Regions from separate parts of the Sus scrofa genome. Here all the other regions are linked to region 2. Evidence: chromatin contacts called from public HiChIP or PLAC-seq data. All regions are on one chromosome and are shown on one strand. The core of a region is the stretch at or near the end of the contact, and the rest is flanking DNA. Distances in the headings are between cores, read along the strand shown.

What was found. HiChIP or PLAC-seq counts read pairs in DNA pulled down with a chosen protein or histone mark.
Region 1: a contact with region 2 is called in an H3K27ac HiChIP or PLAC-seq map of alveolar macrophages. The contact joins the promoter of KMT5B here to the promoter of CHKA in region 2. A contact is called at or near these places in 2 of 5 promoter capture datasets (both in liver), 2 of 47 Hi-C or Micro-C datasets (embryonic fibroblasts and liver) and 2 of 2 datasets of contacts at active chromatin or transcription factors (alveolar macrophages and skeletal muscle).
Region 3: an H3K27ac HiChIP or PLAC-seq map of alveolar macrophages shows a contact between it and region 2. The contact joins the promoter of NDUFS8 here to the promoter of CHKA in region 2. A contact is called at or near these places in 1 of 5 promoter capture datasets (liver), 3 of 47 Hi-C or Micro-C datasets (heart right ventricle and liver) and 2 of 2 datasets of contacts at active chromatin or transcription factors (alveolar macrophages and skeletal muscle).

What each region holds. Positions count from the first base shown.
Region 1 is chr2:4,709,213-4,711,912 of Sscrofa11.1, reverse strand. KMT5B (histone-lysine N-methyltransferase KMT5B) reads right to left here and starts at 1,377. Exons shown (of 11, transcript XM_021082731.1): 1 at 975-1,377. It overlaps LOC102162815 (a long non-coding RNA gene), which reads left to right and starts at 1,593. Exons shown (of 4, transcript XR_301556.3): 1 at 1,593-2,700.
Region 2 is chr2:4,787,234-4,789,933 of Sscrofa11.1, reverse strand. It overlaps CHKA (choline kinase alpha), which reads right to left and starts at 1,426. Exons shown (of 13, transcript XR_002341423.1): 1 at 849-1,426.
Region 3 is chr2:4,866,050-4,868,749 of Sscrofa11.1, reverse strand. NDUFS8 (NADH dehydrogenase [ubiquinone] iron-sulfur protein 8, mitochondrial) reads left to right here and starts at 1,358. Exons shown (of 7, transcript XM_003122434.3): 1 at 1,358-1,602; 2 at 2,531-2,594; 3 at 2,690-2,700. The coding sequence starts at 1,522. It also overlaps a transcript of ALDH3B1 not described here.

The sequences.
Region 1 (2,700 bases), core at 128-2,627, 78 kb after region 2:
CTGCTCTGCGTCCGCCGCGCTTCTACAGCACGCCGGCAAGCCGCGTCGAGCTGTCATCCTGAACACAGCTTCCCCGCGTCTCAGAGGTGGGGCGACGCGGACACATCACCCTCGGAGAAGCGCAAGGAAGACAGGCGCCCCGGGAGGACCAGCGCCTCGGCTCGGGACGCGGCGCCGGCGGGGCGAGGGCGCCGGGAGACAAGCCCCGGCCAGAGGCCCCAGCCGCGCTCGAGGGCGGCCCGGCGCGGGCGGAGCAGCGGCCCGGGAGGCGAGCCGAAGGGAGGCTCGAGTCCAAACAAAAACAGCCCGAAGCGGAGCGCGGCAGAGGGAGCAGATTGGGCGAGACGGTTCACGGCTGCCCATTGGAGAAGAGGGAAAACAGAGTCCCCCAATCGCGAGCGGCGGGGCTGCTCCCCTCGTGCGGCCGCGGGCCGGCCCGGCGCTGCCCGGCGGCCGCTACCGCTCCCTTCCGGCGGCGGCGCCCACTGCAGGGCCCGCGCCCCGCGCCCGCCGCCGCCGCCGCCGCCGCCGCCGCCGCCGCCGCCGCGCCCCTCCCCCGGTCGCCGCCCCCACCCCCCGCGGCCCCGGCCCCGGCCCCCGCCCGGCGCCCCCGCGCCCGCCGGCCCGCCCCCAGCCCGCCGGCCGCCGCCCGCGCCCGCCGCCCCGGCGCCCCCCGCACGCCCGCCCCCCGCTCACCGCCGGGCGCTGCCCGCTCCTCCTCGGGGCGCGTCGAGGCCCCGCCGCCCGGCCGCTGCACTGGGGGGCCCGCGCTCCCCAGCGCCACTCCCCCGTCCCCCCAGAAAATTAATCACCAAAAATAATTCCAGAGAAAAATGGAGAGTAAAATCCAAGATGGCGGCGCATGCCGCAGCACCGCCCGCTCCATCCGCTGTCGGGAAATGAGTCCCCGCGGCGGCCGGAGCCCCCCGCCCCCACCGCGCCGCGCCCCCGCGCCCCCGCGCCCCGGGCCTCACCTCGCCTCTCGCGCGGCCTCGGGGTTCCAAAGGCAGCCGCTGGCCTGGTGGCTCCGCGTCCCGGGTCCTGGCGCCGCGCGTGCCGCCTCCGGTGCCCGGGCGCCCTCACCTCATAGCTCCGGAGCCTCGCCGCCCGCGCCGCAGACGCGTCGCCGCCCCCGGTGAGCCGCTCGGACGCCGCCCGGGAACGGTGGAAGGACACGAAAAGAAGTGCCCTCGGCCGGGCGGAGGGACACCACTCCGGGCTCGCGCCGCTGCGGCCGCCTCTGTTGCTTTTACGGGACGGGGGGTGGGGGGAGGCGGAGAAACCCGAGAAAGAAATGAGTTCCCCGCCGGGTGCTCCCGCGGCGGAGGGACAAAAAGCGAATTTCGAGCGGACGAGGCGACTCCCTGCTTCGCTCGCTCGCGGCGGAGGGATCCGTGTCGAGTAGTCGCAGGAGATCCCTCCGCCCCTCAGCTGCCCTTTAAATCGCGGCTGGAGGCGGCGTCGTCGCGCGCCCCTCAGGCGCCCCTCAAGCCTGAGGCCTGTTGTGCTCCGGTCCCGGCGAGGCTGCCCTCCACCTTGGTTCCCGGGCGCAGCTGCACCCACCGGCTACAACTCCCGAGCTGGGACGGGAGCAGCCCGGGAGCGGGGTGGGGGTGGGGGGACGGACGGGCTCCTCGCCCAGGGCGCCTCCGGGTTGCGCCGGGGGGAGGCGGCCCCACGGAGGCGAGCCTCTTTGTTGTGGGAATGGGTGTCATTGGAAGCTGACCCACCCTTCGAGGCCTGTGGGCAGCCTGAGCGCTCCACCGCCTAGTGTGCGGGGAGGAGGGAGGGAGCGTGCCTTCATCAGGCCACTGGCTTCCTAGCGTCGGCCGCCCCTTGCCTGAGCGCCTACTGTGTGCCGGCTTCCCGGGAAACAGGTCTTCCCGCCTCCCTGGTTGGGCAGTGCCCGCCCCGAGCATGCGGCCCCTCCGGAAAGCTTGGGCGGGTCGGGGTGTTGCGGGGAGAGGCTCACTCGCGCCAGGTGTGCGGGGAGCGTGCGAAGCCCCGCCCTTGGGGCCCGCAGGTGGCGATGATGACTGAGAAATAACAATCGCGAGAGGACCGGGAGTACCAGCCTTTACTGCCTGCCGGGTGCCCCGTCTCTCGTCCTCCCTACAACGACCCCCAGCAGGAGCGGACCGTCTTTTCCTGGTTCATACGTAGGGAAACTGAGGCACCGACAGGGCAGGTGACCTCTGAGCCGATCGGGGCGTGGGCCAGCGCCCTCATCCAGCACTCCGGGGAGAGGTGCAGGCGTCGAGGTTGCCGCCGGCGGGCGGATGCACGGAGGCGGCGCCCGAAGGGTCTCCCCCGACGCGGAGGGGCGCTCGGAGGAGGGCGCGGTTGGGCGACGTGAGCCCAACAAGTGCAAAGGCCCTGGAGCGGGGGTGGGGGGGCGGGGTTGCTAAAGACGCCGCCGCTTCCGGAACTTAGGGAAGCCCAGCGCGGCTCCTGCAGAGAGGAGGCGGGCAGGGCCGGCGGGTCCACCTATTCCCGGAGGAGCCCCACGTCTCCTTTGGCTTCCTCTGCATCCCCCAGGGCCTGGCCCCGAGTAGGCCGACCGGAAAGGACGGTTCCGCGGGGCGTGTGGGTGACCGCACGGACTGTGGGCCGAGGAACCTCATTATTCCTCCCCCTTGACCTTGGGTGGCAGACAGGACGCTCATTAGCCCCTTCCGCAGGTGGCCCACTGAGGCGCAG
Region 2 (2,700 bases), core at 177-2,676:
CAGTGGCAGTCAGCCAGCGCCTCGACACTGCACTCAACCTGGTCAGCCCATTAGAAGAAAACGAGCAGAAAAAGACAACACATATTTGAAGGGCTGAATGGAAGGAAGGCTCCTACATGGTGAGGGGTGATGTCACAGGTGCAGTACCACAAAAATCAAGTTTATGTTTTCCTTAAGAAATCTGAATAGGTACACACCTACTTTTTTTTGTAATTTAAACTTATGATTGATTTTTTAAGCCTAAACGAGGGGGGGGGGTGATTTTTCTACCTTACTCCTAGTAACTTCTGGAGCCACACATCCTAATTTTGGCTAGTAACACACCTACACGTCTGAACAGTGTCAGTGGGGAAGGAGCGAATGTCACCCCTTCACCACCAACAAATGTCTCTTTCAGTGGGAAAAAAAAAAGAAATTCAAATCATGGACTTGAGCAACTAGAAGTCAAAGTTACCAAGGCATATTTTTTTAAGCCTGCCACAACATCCCTCCTTCATTCAGGGCCCTAAACCGCAAAAACACTTGCATATTTTCAGGCTCTCTACAAAAAGTACTTTGTGATCCATCAGTATTGTCCTCCTGAGAAGAGACCTGTTTTCCCACGAAACCGGTATTTTTTCAACAGCCTGCCTTCCGGAGGGTCTTGGTGGCCGCGGGGCCCGTTGCGCGGGACTGGGCTCGGATTTCACAAGGGCTCGGGAAAGGTGCCTTTCGAGGGCCGCGCTGCCCCCCGCCCGGCCCGCGCCCCCGTGCCCGGCCCGGCCTCCCGCCCCGCCCCCGGCCAGCGTCACCTGACCGCAGCCGCGCAGCCCGCCCGCCCGCCCGCCCCGCGCGCGGCCGCCACCGACCTGATGACACTGATGTGGAACTGGTCCTCGCGGAGGCCCCGCCAGGCGCCGGGCAGGAACTCCTTGCACCACAGATAGGCCCTGCGCCGCGTCCGGGGCTCGGGCTGCTCGTCCGCCGGCGGCGGCGGCGGCGGGGGCAGCGGCAGCGGCGGCGGCGGCGGCGGGGGCAGCGCGAGCGGCGGCTGCCGCCCGCCCAGCTGCTTGGGCTCCGGGTCACTGGCGGCGTCGCGCTGCTGCCCCACGCCGGGCCCCGGGGCCGCGCTGCCGCTGCCGCAGCTCAGCAGCAGCCCGAGCGGCGAGGGCTCCGCCTCGCCCCCGTTGCAGAACTTGGTCTTCATGCCGGGCAGGCGGCCGAGGAGGCGCGGTCGGCCGCAGCGAGAGAGGGCGAGGCTCAGGGTCCGGCCGGACGGCCCCCTCCCGGAGGCCGAGCGTGGAGGCCGCTCACCCGCTTGCTGACGGGCAGGCCGGGGGCGGCGGCGGTGCGGAGGCAGCGAGCGGCGGACGGCGGTAGCTCTCGGCTGGACCTGCTCGCCGTGGCGCTCGCTCCTATACCGCCGCCGCACGAGGACCGCCGGCCGCGTCACAGCCCGCCCTCGGGCTCGCCGCTGATTGGCCGCCGCCCGCCGGCCCAGCGCATCACAACCGCCTCCGCCCTCGCCACGCCGCCTCCCCATTGGCTGCGGCGGCAGCACACCGCCCCCGCCCCCACCCCGACCCGGGTGCGGCGGCCGCGGGAGGCGGGGCCTTGCGGGAGGCGGGGCGTGGAGCGGGACCCGGGGCGCCGGGGATGGAGAAAGCTAACGTGGTGTGGGGGCTCCCCGAGGGCGGGCAGGCGGGGTGGCCCTGAGCCTCAGAGGAGCCCGAGCTTGACCTTGGAGGCTGCAACTGTGCTTGAACCCCTCGAAACCTGCAAGACATCAGAGGCGGGGGCCTGGCGGGGGGGGGACAGGCAGGAAGCTGGTGCCAGGAGGCTGGCTTCTCTCTCCGCGTGACCTTGGGGCGAGGCACCTCCTTCTGCAGCTCCATATGTGTGTTTTTATAACATTTAACAGCGCCGGTTCAGCTCCCTGGGAGGCGCGACCACGCCCTGTCCTAGCTGGAGCCTGAGAAATTATTGTTCCCAGGTCAAAAAGAGAGAAGAGGCGACTGGTTCAAGGCCGCACAGCCGGCCCAGCCCTGTGACGGCTTCTGCAGCCTCAGTTTCCCTGTCCGTGGTGCTGAGGACGCCGGGGCCTCGAACCTTGGGGCGAGCGGGGCGGCATCCCCGCAGCCTCCCTGAACACTGGCCAAAGGTGAGTGCTGCGGCCTGCTGGCTTTGTGGATGCCGCCCCGTCCGCCCGCCCCCGCGCAGGAGGCAGCCCCCTGACTGTGACTGAAGCACCTTTGCCCGCGGAGGCGGGTGCGAGGGCCCCCTGCTCCATTTATCACGTTTACCACCCCAGGTCCCTCACTCAGCTCGCACCCCGCCGCCCCAGTCCTTTCTGAAAGTAAATGGAGTAGGGATACATTTGAAAATGACAGATCCTCTTTTACTGGCCATGAGCTGGGACTAGAGGAGGTTCCCCTGGCTGCTTCGGAAATTCAGGGCCTAGCATACAGGAAACGGCTTCTGTGAGGGGATTTCACAGTGCTGGGGAAGAAAACAGGTCTGCTAAGCAGCGGGTACTTGGCTGAACTTGCTCCAAGAAAAATGGGCTTATTGAACAAAAGGATTGTGATGAAAGGGGGCTTTTGTCCAGACAGCTGTGGAGGTGGGCCTGGACATTGAACTGGAGGGAGCTGGGAGCCGTCCAGAGGCTTTGGAGAGAGGCCGCGGAGACCAGTCCCGTTGGATGCTGGAAACGCTGAGAAA
Region 3 (2,700 bases), core at 109-2,608, 79 kb before region 2:
ACCCTTTCTGTGGCGGGTGCAAAACGGGCCCTGGCATCTGGCCCATGTCACGCTGTGGACGGGCTGTGACCGGGGTCATCCCTGCCCTCTCTGAGCCTGTCTCCCTGTCTGTGTACAGAGGAGGTAGCGAACAGCACCTCCAGACAGCACTGTGAGGATTAAATCTCGGAGCTGAATCGCTGACTCCAAGCTTCAGGTGTCCTGTCTCCTCACTTGGGTGGGTGAGGCTGCCCCCGTCGTCTCTCCCCCCACCTGTCCCTCCAGTTCAAGCTGATGAGACACCTGCAGCAGGACTCCCCTTCAGCTTGCGCCTCTTGGGAGCTCTGGATGTGCTCCCGTCCCCCAAGTGGCTGGCCCTGGGTGCCTTCCCCACAGCATATCCCAGCCTGGACTCACACGCTGCCCTGCCTGCCAATCCTCCTGGGCCCCAAGGCCCTGGCGTGGTCCCCCTCCACTCAGCCACCAGAGCCAAACTCCTGGGCCTCCTGCTGGATACTCCCTTCTCACCTCCCAGATCCCATCTTTGAACAATTCCAGATGATTCTATAATGCTGCCGAACTTCCCTGAGCCATACAGCAATCACTGTGCCCAGACCCAGCCCTTCTCCTCCGCAGTACCCACGTGGCCCTCAGCCTGACCCCCTTCAGAGGCGTGCTCTGGCCCACAAGTCTGGACCCTTAACAGTCCCTGGGAGGCCCCATGCGTGCCACCCTCTCCTTGTCCTCTTCAAATGCCCTCGAGGTGTCCTCCTTTTCGGGCAGACCTCTGCACTGACGCTGGGCATATCCTCTGGTCCTTCTTGTTCTGCCCAACTCCTCTTTACTGTCTGCTGGGACGGCACCTCCTCCAGGAAGTCCTCCCTGACCACTTTCCACTCCCTCCGACCCAGATGACCTAGGGGATCTTCTCGGCCTCCGGGGTCCCTCTGCCGCACAAGTCACTGGGAGGAAACACCGCTTTGGTGGCCGTTGAGGGACGGGGCTCCCGAGTCGTTTAGATCCAAGACCGTTGTGGCGGCCACACGCAGCAGCTCTAAGGCTTGGACCAAGTAATTACGCATGCCCGTGCCTCAGTTTCCCCATCTGTAAAGCGAGAACGATCGTTCCTTCACACAGGGCTCCGTGAGGATTAAATGAAACCGCTCGGGTGAAGTTTTAGCCCGGAGCAGGCACGGCTCCCGCGCGTAATCAAGCGCCGAGATTCTCGTCCCCGCTATCACATACCGCCCGCGGAGGCCGGGGGGGCGGAGGGGGGCGGGTACCTCTGGCCAGGATGCCCAGTCAGAACTGGAGCAGCTTCCCTAAACCACGCCTCGGATGTCCCGCCTCCAAGGAACCGGGAGTCCCGGTTCATCAGCCTCTTGAATCCAGCTCGGCGGCGCTCTACCGCACTTCGAGCGCCTGCTCTTCCCTAGCCAATCGGATTAAAGGTCGTCTTTGATCCCGCCTCTTTTGGCCGCATCAGCCAATCAGACCACACTATGAAGAGTCAGCGCGGAAAAGGCAAAGCCAGCCGGCCCAATGGAAGCGTCCCAGGAATGTAGGCTCCGCCTCTCGGTGGACCGGCCTCCTCCGCACGGGAAGGAGCGGCAGCGCTTCAAGGTGGGTGTTCGGGGCTCAATTGTTAAGGCCAGGTCTGGGCAGCGCGGCGTCGGGGGCGAGTGTGGAGCCCCTGCTGGCCCCGCTGGCTCCGCGCCCAGGCTCATCTCGGCCCGCCCAGGACCCGCAGCCTCCGTGCCCTTGAGCGTGCAGCGGGCGGATCGAGAGGCCCATACCCTCAGGGCGCAGGCGCCGCCCGCATCCGTGGGGTCAGAGGTCGTGAGGAAGGTCGGGGAAGGAGCTGGGTTGGGCTCCTGTCACTGAATTCGGCGGTCAAAGAAATGGGCCCTGTAGAGGTCACAGGTCACGGGAGGGGCACTTTTGAGCTCAGGCTAAGTGCCAGGCCCGGGGCTAAACCCTTGGCATCGTCGAGCTCCCGTTTCACAGACGAGAAAACCCAAGGTCACTGCAGGCTGGGAGACAGTTCCAGAAGGGCCTGGATGCTGGGGAAAGGAGTTGATCTGGAGGGTTATTTGAGCCTTTAAAGGGTTCCAGCAGGGGAGGCCTGGAGGTGTGAAGGGAGGGGTCTGGTCTGGGTTCACATCCTGGTCTCACCTCCTTAGGTGTGACTGTGGGCAGGTCACTTCACACGAGTGAGCGCAGCTTCTCATCTGTGCCTCCCTCTGGGGTGGGTGGGAGTCCTCCTGAGGACAAAGTGACAGTGCACGTGACCCCTAGCAATGTGCTTGGCACAGGGAGCTCTCAGTAAAGGCTGTTGGCAGTGTTATCTGCGTCCATCTGGAGGCTGGGAGGGGCTACACCTGGGAACGGGAAGGCTGCCTGTGCCTCTGATCAGAATGGGGTTGAGTAGGGGACAAGATGACGTGGTCGTGCTGGGTCAAGGGTCAGGGCTCCTGCAGTGCTGGAGTGCGGGGGTCTGGGGGGCCCTGTATGGGACCCACCTACACCTCCCTCCCTTTCACCCCCACAGATGCGCTGCCTGAGCACGCCCATGCTGCTGCGGGCCCTGGCCCAGGCCCAGGCTGCACATGCAGGTAGGACTCGGGGGCCTTTCTGGGGTTGGGGTTGGGTGCGGTACCACCTCTCAGGATGAGGTCGCAGCTGCACAGCGGAACCCCTCTCCTTGCAGGACATCCCAGC